2 separate regions of the Mus musculus genome follow, and region 2 is linked to region 1. The links are chromatin contacts, called in public promoter capture Hi-C maps. All regions are on one chromosome and are shown on one strand. The core of a region is the stretch at or near the end of the contact, and the rest is flanking DNA. Distances in the headings are between cores, read along the strand shown. Region 1 holds the start of Wfdc11 (WAP four-disulfide core domain 11). Region 2 holds the start of Ctsa (cathepsin A).

Region 1 (6,641 bases), core at 3,060-5,559:
TTAACTTTTGAGATGGAGTTTTCCCTGTGTAGTCCTGGAACTCATTATGAAGACCAGGCTGGCCTAGAATTCACAGAGATCCCCCTGCCTCTGCCTCCCGAGTGCTGGGATTAAAGGTGAGCACCACCACTGCCTGGCATTACAAACTTCCTAGAAGAAAACAGACAGCATCCTGACATTGATCTGGGTATGTGTCATATTGTTCTCGTAATAGTCAGAAACTGGAAACATCCTACATATACCTGAGTGAGGTAACCCAGACCCAGAAAGCCACACATGTTATGCACTCACTGATAAGTGGATATCAGACATAAAGTCCAGGATAACCCACAGACCCAAATAAGCTAAGTTACAGTGCAGGGGATGGACCTCTGACACCCACACACATTTGTAAAAGATGTGCCGCTTGTCTGCATATGAGTCCCCTAAAAATTGAAAAGCCGACTGTGTCTGACTCTATTGCTTGTCCTTGGACCCCCTGCCCCCCTAGCTGTGCTGCCTTGTCTGGCTTCAGTGGGAGAGGATGCCCTTAGTCCTGCTGCGACTTGATGAGCCGGGGAGAGTTGGCACCCATGTTGGGGCTTCCCCTTCTCTGGGGAGGAACCGAGGGGGTAGTGCAGAAGGGATGTGTGAGGGTCAAACTGGACGGAGAGAAGGAAGGGGATGGGATGTGAATGAATAGATAAATAAAACTATATCCTAAAATTATGGGGGAAAACCCCAAAACGAAAGCTTTGTTTTCTAAGTGTTCAGGGAGGCGGTGGCCAGTTTGGGATCTGAAGGGAGGTTGTACAACATTTTTAAAGGATGGGAACACAAATCGAGGGAGGAACTCGGGGGAGCTGCAGTGTTACCCAATTGTATTTTGACATCATGGGATCAGCAAGGGAGTACCCGTTGGAGACTGGGCGATATCCAGGGCACCTGGCTTCAAGGTCATTAATTCATTCTCCTAGACATTAGGTCTAGAGCTCAGGGTCATATAGGGATAAAGGAGCCAGTCAGCTGCATGTAGTTAATTAGGGCATAGCGGGCAATGGTTATGTATTTTTACAATTTATGCACCTTGGTTTAGATAACAGTAACTTCTGTACTCCTTATCGGTTAACAGACAATTAAGAAAACATTGGAGAAGTGAGATAGGCGTTTGTTCCTAGGCCTGGGAACATGAACTTGATTGACCCTGTCAGCAAGATGGAGAAGTTGTCCTTGGGACATCTGGACTCCTACAACTGTTTACAACAGACGCTGTTCAGCTGTGGGACGTCTCCTGCTCCCCTAGGGCCTGGGACCTTGAATTTAGTTTCTCCCTTGGAATCCAGTCTGAAAACGAAATGGTAGTACTTAGACCAAGTTTCTTTTGCTGGGTCCCAACAAACGCAACAAAGTATCTAGACGGGCAAATTCAAAAGCTTCTGTCCAGCAAACGAAGCAGCGGGGTAGAGAAGCAGCCCACAGAGGGCAAACACTTGACAATACTGACCCTGCCGGGAGCCATGGTCAGAGTGTAAAGAATGACGCCATAAGCCCTGTTAAGATGTGCAGAGAGCAGAGGCAGGCTGGAGAGATGTCTCAGTGGTGCGGAGCACTGGTTCTCTCCCAGGGAATCCTTGTTTGATTCTCAGCTCCCATATGGTGGCTCACAATCATATGCAACTCCAGCCCTAGGGGATGCCCTCTTTTGGTCTCTACAGTCATCAGGCATGCAAACCAGGCACTAACATACATATAGGCAAAACACCCAGACACATAAAATAAACAAATAAATAAGATTTAAGAGATATTCAGAGAAAGCTTTATTTGGTGACACACACCTATAATCCCAGTATTTAGGTGGACTGTGAGCTTGAGACCAGCCTGGATTACATTAATAAGACCTTGTCTAAAACAAACAACCCCAACAGTAAAATGTATTTAGAGCTAGAGAAAGAATTTACCATATTCATTACATTAAAAATATTTATAGATTTAGAGGCTGGAGAGATCTCTTAGAGTATATGTGTTGCACTTCCAGAGGACCTGAGTTCGGTTCAGGTGACTCCCAGTTGATTTTAACTCCAGCTCCAGGGGATCAGACGCCCCCTTCTGGCCTCCAGAGGCACTGCATGCATGTGGTGCACATACACACGATTCCCTGAACTCAAGTTACAGGTAGTTGTGAGTTGCATTGTGGGTGCTGGGAACAAAGCCCAGGTCCTCAGCAAGAGCAACGTGATGGTTGGAATGAGGATGGACTGTCGCAGGCCACACAGGAGGAAAACAAATGACTTCCGAACTCATGGAACACGGCCCCCTGGATAGAACCACGGTGGGTGTGCCTCAGAGAGTCACAGCCCAGCGTCTACGCCTGTGAGAACTTCATGCTGCTGTGGAGTTCTGTTCTGCTTGCTGCCCCCACCTCCCTCTTCATGTAAGCGTTGTATGAAAGCTCTAAGGGGGCTTCTAGCCCCTTGCTGGCACAGTACTAATGTTTTTCAGGCATTGCTGCTGGAGCAGATTAACAATTCAATCACCACCCTAGGAAAGAACTTAGAAATATAGATCGTCAGCTAAGACCACCATCCTTAGAAAGCGTTTAGAAGAATAAACTGCCAGTCCAGTCAGGTTAAGATGTTTTTGCTAGTGGCTCTGATGTAGGAAATCGCAGGGAGCAATGCGAAGTTCAGAAAGGCACACGTTTATTAGTTAAGCTAGGGATTTTTTTTTAAGTCAGGGAACAAGAACAATGGCAGCGTTGGCTGACTTGACTCTTTTGCTGAAGCTGAGCCGGTGATCAGGTTAATGGATTTCTTGTGCCCATTTTTTTTGCCTTCAGCTTCCTGGTATGATTTCATAAAATTTGTTGATGAGGAGACGTGCATTCTGAGGATGTAAATTAGAAATGGTTTTGAAATAAAAGTTTAGATTTGTGATGTAAATTAGAAATGGTTTTGAAATAAAAGTTTAGATTTGTGATTCTTTTAGGTTTTGATAAGATTACTTTTGAAGATAAATAATAAAATAATCGATCCCTTGTAACTGCGAATTGCTGCCTGCCAGCAAGAAAAACATGTTGAGAAAAATTTCTTTGCTCGCTCACACTTTGTTAATCTATAACGAGTTGCTTAGTTATGAATGAATATGGGCTCTTGGGAATAATGTGTTTTCTTTACCTGTACTATGTAATGTTTGTTCCTGTGAAGGTTTTGGGGAACATACTGTTTTCTCATCGTCATTCACTAGAAAAAAAATAGACCTAATCACATTGTAATTCTATACTACTTGAAAGATTTTGCTGGGATAGATAAACTGTGGGAGAAAAAAAAATAGAGTTGTCGGAGCCTGCTTGTTGACTCTTTGCTCCACCCCCCAAACATACAGAGAAGTCTGCTGAGTGGTCAATTGCTGACTCTACTCTGGGCCTCTCCTCCATGCACCCTGTGGTGTCGAAGCTGGCCTTCGACCGTGTCCTCAATGAGCTCATGTATTTGAACACTCCCCCCCCCCCCCCCCCCGCCGAGTTGTTGGTGTTGTTTGGTGATGTTTTTGGGGTGATGTGGCCTTGCTGGAGGGAGTGTGGCACTGCTCAGAGCAGTGGATGCTCTGAGTTTTTAGCCTCCGCCCACTTCTGGTTGTCCCTCTCTAGTTAATGCGTAGTTAGATCATGACTTACGTCGTGATTGTTCAGCTTCTTGGTCCTCCCTGCATGCCTGCTGCTTGCTGCCCTGCCCTCCTGCCCTGGATTCCTACTTCTCGGGAACCAAAATAAACTATTTCTCCCATAAGTTGCCTTTGGTCATGGTGTTTTATCACAGCAAAAGAAAAGCAAGAACAGTAAATACAAAACTAAAGATGATAAATGCTCTTCATCCCTGACCTGTCTGTCCAGCCTCCAAGTCTAGATTTTACATTGATATATATATATGGCACATACTGATTTCTAATCTCTCCTGGATGAGTCATTCCTCCCCACTGGCATAAAACCCGTAAGAGACATGTTAGGATGATGCTCTCAATAGAGACATCAGAAGAAAGGCAGATGGGACTTTACAAAGGCATCCCACGCTGCTTCAGAGAAACAGGGTTATAGACCTTTCTCTCACACCCACATGACCCAGGCTTCTGCATGTGATAGGGAAGGGAGTCGGGTGGGTGCATCTTGTTCTGGCTTGACCTACTCTGCCTGCAGCGAGGAGAAAAGCAGGAAACAGACACGAGGTCCTGTATGTACCCACCTTAAGATCTGAGGTAGATCTGACTCACTTCAAAGTTGCATGATCAAAGCCTAAATGAACGACATTTATTCCTGTCATTACTTGCTCTGTGAGCAGAGGTTCCACTGTCCTGGAACTGAGGAGAGAGCGCCACTAGCCAAGTGGTTATCAGCGCCTCTGGCTGAGAGGTAGGTAGAGAGGGAGGCCCTGGGTTGTGACTGGCTCTGTAGAGACTGTGATTTGGGGCTTGCTTACCAGAGGTTCTAATGCGAGACCTTTTAACACAGTTCCTCCTCAAGCTGTGGTGACCCCCCCAACCATAAAATTATACTCATTGCTACTTCATAACTGTAATCTTGCTGCTGTGATGAATCATAATGTAAATACCTGTGTTTTCTGATGGTCTTAGGCAACCCTTGTGATAGGGTCATTTGACCCACAAAGGGCTTGAGACCTGCAGATTAAGAACACCTGGTTTAAACATTTTTCTTTGCCACAGAGTGATGGTGCATGCCTTTTAATCTGAGCACTCAGAGGCAGAGGCAGAGGCAGGTGGATCTCTGTGAGTTCAAGGCCAGCCTGGTGAATTCCAGGATAGCCAGAGCTATACAGAGAAACATTGTCTCAAAAAAAGAAAAAAAGAGTTGACTCTTTAAGATGTCAAGGTCATAAGAGATGAGAGGTTTCTGGCTGTCCGGAGAAGGTGGATTACTGAAGGTAGATGCCATCGTAGTCTGTTTTATCAATGTCCGACCCAATGAAGTTGGTAAATATGTCATGTCCATGTAAGAGAATGACCTTTTGGTAAAAGACACTCACTGAAGTATTTGGAAATGAGGGCAACAAATCAAATCAAGTCTCTGTCTTTCTCCGTGACACTTCCATACATACATAAAATTGCACCTCACCCTCTTTATTTTCAAGACAGGGTCTCACTATGTAGCCCTGGCTGACCTGGAACTCCATTCATAGATCAGACTAGCTTCAAACTCACAGAGGTTGGCCTGCCTCTGCTTCCTGAGTGCTGGGATTAAAGGTGTGTGCCACCAAGCCGAGCACGTACCTTGCTCTTTTAATTTATTTTTTTTGAGATTTATTTATTTATTTTTATTTTCATGCCTGTGAGTGGTCAGCCTGCCTGTCTGACTATGCACCATGTGCATGCAGTACCTATGGAGGTCAGAAGAGGGAGCAAGATTCCTCCTAGAACTGGAGTTTTCAAAGGTTGTGAGCTGCCATGTGGGTGCTGGGAATCCAACCTGAGTCCTCTGGAAGAGCAGCCTGTGTTCTTACCCACGGAGCCATCTCTCCCTGGGCCTTGCTGATAATGTCCTCCAGGTCCTCTCCATCCCTCCTCCCTTTGCTTGTCTGGTCCTCCCTCTAAGGAGATATTTCATCTTCTCTCTCTCTCTCTCTCTCTCTCTCTCACACACACACACACACACAGGAGAGAGTGTATATAGTGTAATCTATAGTCTGTGTATAAGAGGTGATATTTAGTCTTCCTGTCCTCCATTACTCCCTTGTGTTCCCCTCCCTTCCATTAGATCTTTCCCGCCCACTCATTAATGCCTTCTGCTTTTATGCCATATATAAGCTATACATTTATCTATTACATATTATCATATTTCTTATATTATACATTATATTATAATATGTAACACATATAATAACAGTATTAAACTTACATAATATTTTATATAAATATATAATTTATAAGTCATAATGTATAATTTATATATTTTATATTTATGTGTACATAAATTAATAACCATAGTTTATAAATTTGTATCCACAATAAATATTTTATATAAATTACATACACACATATATATTTATTGCTAAATATATACATTTATCTAGAGAGCACCCATACGAGACCAAGTTTAATATTCCTGAGCCAGCTTACTTCACAATGGTCTCCAGCTCTGTCCCTTTTCCTTTAAGGACAGACTTTCATTCTTTCAGCTGAATAGAATTGTGCTGTGTCTGCATCACATCTGCTACCTCCAGCCATTTGCTGGGTACCTAGGTTTTCCAATATCTTGGTTTGTGCATCAGGCAAACACAGAGACTACAGTCCCTCTGCAGTAGGCTGACCTTGATTGTTTTCAGGTGTATTCCCAGGAGTGATGCGCCTTGCTCATACAATACTGCTGATGTAATTGCTGTGGAACTCCTCGCTGACCCCCACAGTGGCTGGACTACTTTATTCTCCCACCAAGACTGGCTAAGGACTTCTCTGTCCCCACATCATCAGCATTTGTCCTCCATTTCCTTGGTGACAGCCATTCTGACTGGGATGGGCAATCTTAATTTGCATTTCTTGGGTGACTATGCCTTGTTTGTCAGTCTCAGTGGCAGGCTGGATTGACTTTTGGATCACCCAGGAGCTACACCTCTAGGCCTACCTTTGAGGGACTCTCCACAGAGGCCGCACAGAGGAGG
Region 2 (6,641 bases), core at 1,689-4,188, 160 kb before region 1:
GGTTTGGGACAGAAAAGCCGACGGGATGAGCTGGAGCGATAGCCCAGTTGGTAGAGTGCTTGTCTTGCATGCATGAGGCCCCGTGTTCAATCCCCAAGTACTGCCATAAAGGGAAGCCATGGAGCTGGGGAGCGAGGTTGCCAAGGAGGGGCTTGTGGGATCCCTTTCTCAGGACTGGGGTCCAAGGGCAGGAGCTCACATTGTTTACACACTCTGGGTCTTTGTTGTCATAGAAGTTACACTTGTTCTGAGCGCAGCAGTGGGTCTGCAGTGAAGTCCAAAGTCTGTGGATCAGAAAGGGCTGAGGCTGAGGCTGGCTCGAGATGCTAGGAGATGCAGTGGCCTCCCTCCCATCATACCCTGACCTCTGGAGGCAGGTAGGAAAGATGTGGAGGCTACCAAACCTAGTTTCCAACGATTTGCCCCCTAGTTCATAGAAGTAGCCCCTCCCAGTGCCTTTTTTTTTTTTTTTTTTTTTTTAAAAGATTTATTTATTTATTATATGTAAGTACACTGTAGCTATCTTCAGACACTCCAGAAGAGGGAGTCAGATCTCATTACGGATGGTTGTGAGCCACCATGTGGTTGCTGGGATTTGAACTCTGGACCTTCAGAAGAGCAGTCGGGTGCTCTTAACCACTAAGCCATCTCGCCAGCCCTCCCAGTGCCTTTTTTAAAAAGTAGAAAAAAAATGTTCTTGAGAGTTTTTTTTTTTACATAACCTGGGCTCAAATACTAAACTCACTATGTAGCACAGGCTAGCCTAAAAGTCAGGATTCTTCTGCCCGTTTTCAAGTGCCAGGTTACAGGTGTGTATCACCATGTCTAGCTGCCTTAGTTTCTTTAAACCCTAGGCTTGGCCTTTAAAGCATCAAGCCCTTTGGTCAATTCCAGCTCCGGCCTACACATAAACCAGAGTGGGAATCCTGTGCTGAGATCGTATGACCTGCCCCGCCTTAGACATTGCCCAACGGTCCCTCTTCCTTTACCTGTTCCCCAGAAGGCCATGGTAGTAGGCAAAGTAGACCAGGGAGTTGTCGTTCTGCTCATAGGAGGCAAGTCCATTGCCCACAGCCAGCCCCTGCGAAACACGAAGCATGCTCGGCTCATCCGAAGGGCGAGAGCGAGGGGGAGCCTCCCTTGACCTACAACCCAGACCTGCAATCTAGAAGCTGAGTAGTTTGTGGGGGTGGGTGGGTGGGGAAGGTCATTCACTCTAAAGAACAGAAGTGGCACCCTGACAGACAGACAGGTGAGCTTCCTGTGGTGGGAGGCAAAGCAAGCTATCGGAGTAGCCAGTGGCCAGCCAGTAGGCTGTGAGGGAGCGGCCAGGCTGACCTCCCTAATCCTAGGTCACAGCACTGTGGGGCCTCCCTTCCCTCAGGTAGCTGCCCTGCACCTGAAGATTCATGCTAGGATCCTGCATGACCAGTACAGCCAAGGTGGGGATGTAGATGCCAGCATAGCTCTCTCCTGTCAGGAAAAGTTTGTTGTCCTTGTATTCCGGAAAGAGGCGGAAGAAGTCTTTAAGGGCTTCATAATTGTTCTCCGCCACCTGAGGATGCCAAGATGGAAGAGTCAGGAGACCCGAGGACGTTTAAGTTAGAAAGCGCTTCAGAGATAATGAGTTCAACCCATTTTATTTTGTATAAGAGGAAGTGGACTGGTTGAGTTTACCAGAGCACATGACAGGGCTCAAAGTGGACTCTGAGGCCATGCTCTCCTCCTAATCAAGCCATCTCTGGGGAAACGGGGAATGGGGCAGGTGGTCAGGCAACAGACTCACCTCTGTGTCATTGGTCACGTACATCTTGTCATCCGAGTAGGAGAAGCCCACCCCAGCTGGGGACTCGATATACAGCACGTTGGCAATCTAGGGGGAGGAGGGAATGAGCAGAAGAGGGGGTCCCCAACCCTTCAAGTACCCAGACATCCCTAAGAGACCCACAGCTCCAGGAGTACCAGGTTCCAAGCATAGGGGTTGTACTCCAGGGTGACACCATCTGGCTGGATCTGGGGAGGAAAGACAGAGAGGCCTGTGAGGGTGCCGGTTAGCAGCTGGGTGGAGAGAAAGAGCCACAGTGCGTTTCCGTATTCTCACACTCCATGAGAGGTACGGAAAGTTAGGGCAAGGGCCACCACATAAAACAGAATTGTTAAGGAAAGCAAACTTAGGCCACAGGTTCCTTCTCCCCTTCCCCTTCCTGCCTTTTCCTTGAGCTGTCTCTAACTAGTCTCCTGCCCTCTCTCATGGGGGAGGGGGATAGTGGTCAACTCACCAGAAAGGGGCCGTGCTCTGTAAGCAGCCCATCGAGCGAGCTGCAGCCGGGACCCCCGTTAAGCCAAAGCACCACGGGGCTGTTCTTTGGGTCGTTCTGCGACTCCACAAACCTGGGAAGGATAGGAAAGGATTGGTGTGAGTCCAGGTCCTGCCTGGGGTCGTTAGAATTCGCTCGTCCAGTTATCATGCCCTCCTAGGAACTTTAGGGCCAAGCCAAGCACCAGTAGTGGAAGTGCTTGGAGTCCGATGCTCTGAGGTAGCCGGAGTATTGCCGGAAAGAGGGCTGCTTGGCCAGGCCGGGGAGACAATCGATTTCATCCTGGTCCGGAGCTGCTTCGTTCCGGGACGCCCAGGACAGGAGCAGCAACAAGAGCAGTGGAGACAGCGCGGTTCCGGGCATCTGCAGGAGGAAGCATCGGTGGAGGATGTTTGTTTACCAGTCCCCCCAGATCCCTTGCGCTTCGGTGCAGCAGTTCCTGGGGAGACGATGGCGCACATCTCCGGGAGAAGCCCCCGCTCGGATCCAACTCCGGGCCACAGAGCCACCTTCGCTGCCCACCAGTTTGGGCATCTCCGTACCTCTGCTTCCTTGCGTCCTTGCTCTCCAGGAGGCGCCTTTGGACTGGAAGTCATGTGTAGCTCTGGTCACGTGAGCATCTGCATCACGTGACAGTTTGCTCATTGTTCACTTTTTTAATCTGTGGGCCTGAGGGTCGGGAGTGGTCAAAGTGCGTGGCCCTGAAGGTTATTAGTCAGGGTGCCAGAGATCAGGTGATCTTGGTGTTGACAGAAGGGTTCCCCAGGCTCCTGGGGACCCCTTACTGGTGACAAGCGAGAAAGCGGCGCTAGGACCCCCAGGCAGAGCTGGGGGAAGTTAGAGAAGGGGGAAATGCCTTACATGGTTCATCCACCCCGCCCCCGCGGTCACAATCTGAGCCCGCTGCCCAAAATAGCCCTTGGCATGAGCTGCCCTGTTGCACGGCTTGGAGATGGCTGCTCCCTCCGAACACGTAGGACTGGGTGGCCCACGGAGCCCTGCGCGCCCAGAGCCCCCTCCCACCCGCTTCCACCAAGTGCATGGAGCCAACATCCGCATGGACCCCTCAGGAACGCGAGCCACACGCGTGGAGAGTTTCGCCCACGGTGTGTGCTTCAGTCGTGAGCCCCTGGCCCCCGGCCAGGTATTTCTAGTGGAAATTGAGGAAAAAGAGCTGGGCTGGTGCGGGCACTTACGTCTTGGCCTGACCGCTCTGGATCCCGCCAGTCTGGCCGCTGTACCCGAGTTTTCACTGCCTGACTTGGTCAGCCTTGGCCACAGTTGGGTCTTCGCTATCACACGCCACCACAACCGTGTGCCCCGGGAAGGTCAACCAGAAGCGGAGGCAGCGGTCCCCAGTGGTCCCCAAGCCCTACTGGTTGAACCCTATCTGCGCATCGAGCAGTTCCGAATTCCCCGGGACCGTCTGGTGGGCCGCAGCCGGCCAGGGCTTTATAGCCACCTCTTAGATCAGCTCTATGAACAAAACGTGCTGCCTCCTACAGCGCGCCGAAGCCGCTTGGGTGTTCTCTTCTGCCCCCGTGAGGATGGGACCGCCGACATGCACATCATCATCAACGGGGAGGACATGGGCCCTAGCGCCCGGGGGCTGCCAGCTGCTCAGCCCCTCTACGCTGTGGTAGATGTGTTTGCTTCCACCAAGAGCGTGCGTCTGGTCCAGCTGGAGTATGGCTGTAGGTATCCCACCCCTGGAGTGACCTTCTGGTTCAGTGTAGGGACGGACACCTGCTAGGACCCCACAGCCAGCTAATAAGGCCTTGCAACTAGTTTTGAAGATGCACGGTCTGCCTTGGGCACCAGCTTGTGATTTTACGCACATCACACCTTGGCTGTGGGCCCGCCTGGTATATTCATCTCCCCTAGTTGACTGAGACACCCTGCAGGTTCCTTTTGGTTTGGACGATGTGGATGTGGGCTTTTAAAAAAATATTTATTGCCGGGTGTGGTGGCACACGCCTTTGATCCCAGCACTCGGGAGGCAGAGGCAGGCGGATTTCTGAGTTCGAGGCCAGCCTGGTCTACAAAGCGAGTTCCAGGACAGCCAGGGCTATACAGAGAAACCCTGTCTCAGAAAAAAAAAATATTTATTTTATGTATAGGAATACATTGTTGCTGTCTTGAGACACATCAGAAGAGGGCACTAGATCCCATTACAAATGGTTGTAACCACGTGGTTGCTGGGAGTTGAACTCAGAACCTCTAGAAGAGCAGTCAGTGCTCTTAACAGTGAGCCATCACTCTAGCCCAAGTCTGTGGTTTTTAAATTTTGTCCTGGAAACCAAGTCAGGTTCTCATGCACGCCCCAGCCCGGAAGACAGGGATTCTAAAACTGATTTTAGGCCAGAGACTTGTTGAGAATTTTGTGCGTTTATTTATTTTTGGTTTTCTGAGACTAATTTACTCTGGAGACAAGGCTGCTCTGGATTTCAGTAAGTAGCCCAGGTAGGCTCCGGATGGACTTTTTACAGTCTTTTCTGCCTCAGCCTGTGGGGATGGTTGGGATTAGCCATGAGCCGCCACCTTTAACCACATTCAGCTATGTGTTGTGTGTTTTCCTTAGAAAAATGTTCTGAGATTTGGACATGTGGGTTTGGAGCTGTCACAAACTCCAGGTTGAGAAATTCTTTCTTTTTGTTTTGTTTTGTTTGTTTGTTTGTTTTCAAGACAGGGTTTCTCTGTCTAGCCTTGGCTGTCCTGGAACTTACTCTGTAGACCAGGCTGGCCTCGAACTCAGAGATCCGCCTGCCTCTGCCTCCCTAATGCTGGGATTAAAGGTGTGTGCCACCATGCCCGGCTCTTTTTGGTTTTTTGAGACAGGGTTTCTCTGAGTAGCCTTGGATTGACTGAGACTCGGATTGACAGCTTTTAAAATCAGAGGTCTAGCCAGGCAGTGGTGGCACACACCTTTAATCCCAGCACTTGGGAGTTAGAGGCATTTCTGAGTTCGAGGCCAGCCTGGTCTACAGAGTGACTTCCAGGACAGCCAGGGCTATACAGAGAAACCCTGTCTTGAGAAAAAAAAAAGAGGTCTAGCTCATTGTCGCTCAGCGAACCTTTCACTTACACCTCTGGTCGTGCGTCATGAATTCGTTGAGCTGGAACCTGCTATTTTACTGTGCTGTGGTTGCATAGGCAAAGCAGACAGAAAGCTGCTGAGTGAAGGGAGGAGGGTCAGTTAGGCTGTGTTATAATGGCAACAGGTCTGATCAAAGTCCTCAGAAAGAGGTGTTATGTCAGCTATACAAGCAGCCCCGCCAGGCAGACTCAGCCTGAGAGCGGAAGGTGATTCCCAAGTTGATGGAGCCAGGACGCAGACCCCAGCGCTAGTGTTAGCCCCCCACCCCCACCCCTACCAGTTTGCTTTTGACAGTCATCTCTCCACAGTGCCATCTCTGCAGACTCTGTGCCGACTAGTGATCCAGAAGAGGGTGGTACACAGGCTGGCCATTGATGTGCTCCACCTGCCCAAAGGACTGAAGGACTTCTGCAAGTACGAATGAACGAATGAACGCCTGTCTGTGGCCACCAGAGCAAAGTCCCCGGTGGTGCGCCCTGCCTCTAGAGAAGTGGCTAGTCTGAAGCTGGTCGCACAGCTCACAATCAGGGCTGGAAATAAATAGAGCCGATGTGGATGTTCTGAGCATTGGAGGGTCTCCTTGCCTCTGCAGCCCTGTGAGAGCCACTTGTAGAGATACCAGGTCAGAGCAAGTATTTTAGAACCTGCCTAGCAGGGCTCCCTAGCGTGCATACTCTTTAATTATCTGGACACTTGATGAATGCCAATACCCCCCCCCCCCCCCCCCGTCCTTTCTCCCTCCCCTTAATAGTCTCCTTTAGTTTGTGGTATGTCAGGCAGCTTGGGAAAAGATGGTAGTTATTTCCTTTTTGGTTTTTGGTTTATTTGAGACATGGGCTGCTGATCTTAAACTGTGGCAATTCTACCTCAACAGGAGATTACAGACATGGTCTACTATTTCTGGCTTCCGTCTTCTGCAGTACTAGGGACTGAGTTTGGTGTTCTGTGTTTGCTAGATGAATATTGTACCACTAAACCACAGACTCTGGCCTAATTCCAGCCCCCACCCCTTTAAAGACAGGGCCTCCATATGTAGCCCTGGATGGCGGGCGTGTAGCTCACAATGATCTGCCTGTGTCTACCTCCTGAATGCTGGGATTGAGCTGTGCACCACCTTGCCCGGCTGCCAGCTCTCTGTATTATTTATCTTTTAGGACAAAGTTTAAGTTGCTCACACTGGCTTTAAACTTGGGGCTCTTCTGCCTCAGCTTCCCAGGCAGCGGGAT

The links. Capture Hi-C pulls out chosen DNA fragments and counts their contacts.
Region 2: a contact with region 1 is called in a promoter capture Hi-C map of liver. The contact joins the promoter of Ctsa here to the promoter of Wfdc11 in region 1. A contact is called at or near these places in 2 of 39 promoter capture datasets (erythroid cells and stem cell-derived epiblast-like cells), 1 of 115 datasets of contacts at active chromatin or transcription factors (pancreatic cancer cells) and 1 of 9 other capture datasets (liver).

Annotation. Positions count from the first base shown.
Region 1 is chr2:164,671,755-164,678,395 of GRCm38.p6, reverse strand. Wfdc11 (WAP four-disulfide core domain 11) reads left to right here and starts at 4,309. Exons shown (of 5, transcript NM_001161806.1): 1 at 4,309-4,381.
Region 2 is chr2:164,830,070-164,836,710 of GRCm38.p6, reverse strand. It overlaps Ctsa (cathepsin A), which reads right to left and starts at 2,938. Exons shown (of 15, transcript NM_008906.4): 1 at 2,861-2,938; 2 at 2,503-2,681; 3 at 2,280-2,391; 4 at 1,963-2,013; 5 at 1,787-1,873; 6 at 1,400-1,555; 7 at 990-1,081; 8 at 200-284. The coding sequence starts at 2,914. Neurl2 (neuralized E3 ubiquitin protein ligase 2) reads left to right here and starts at 3,115. Exons shown (of 2, transcript NM_001082974.2): 1 at 3,115-4,012; 2 at 5,724-5,981. The coding sequence starts at 3,271. The coding sequence ends at 5,839.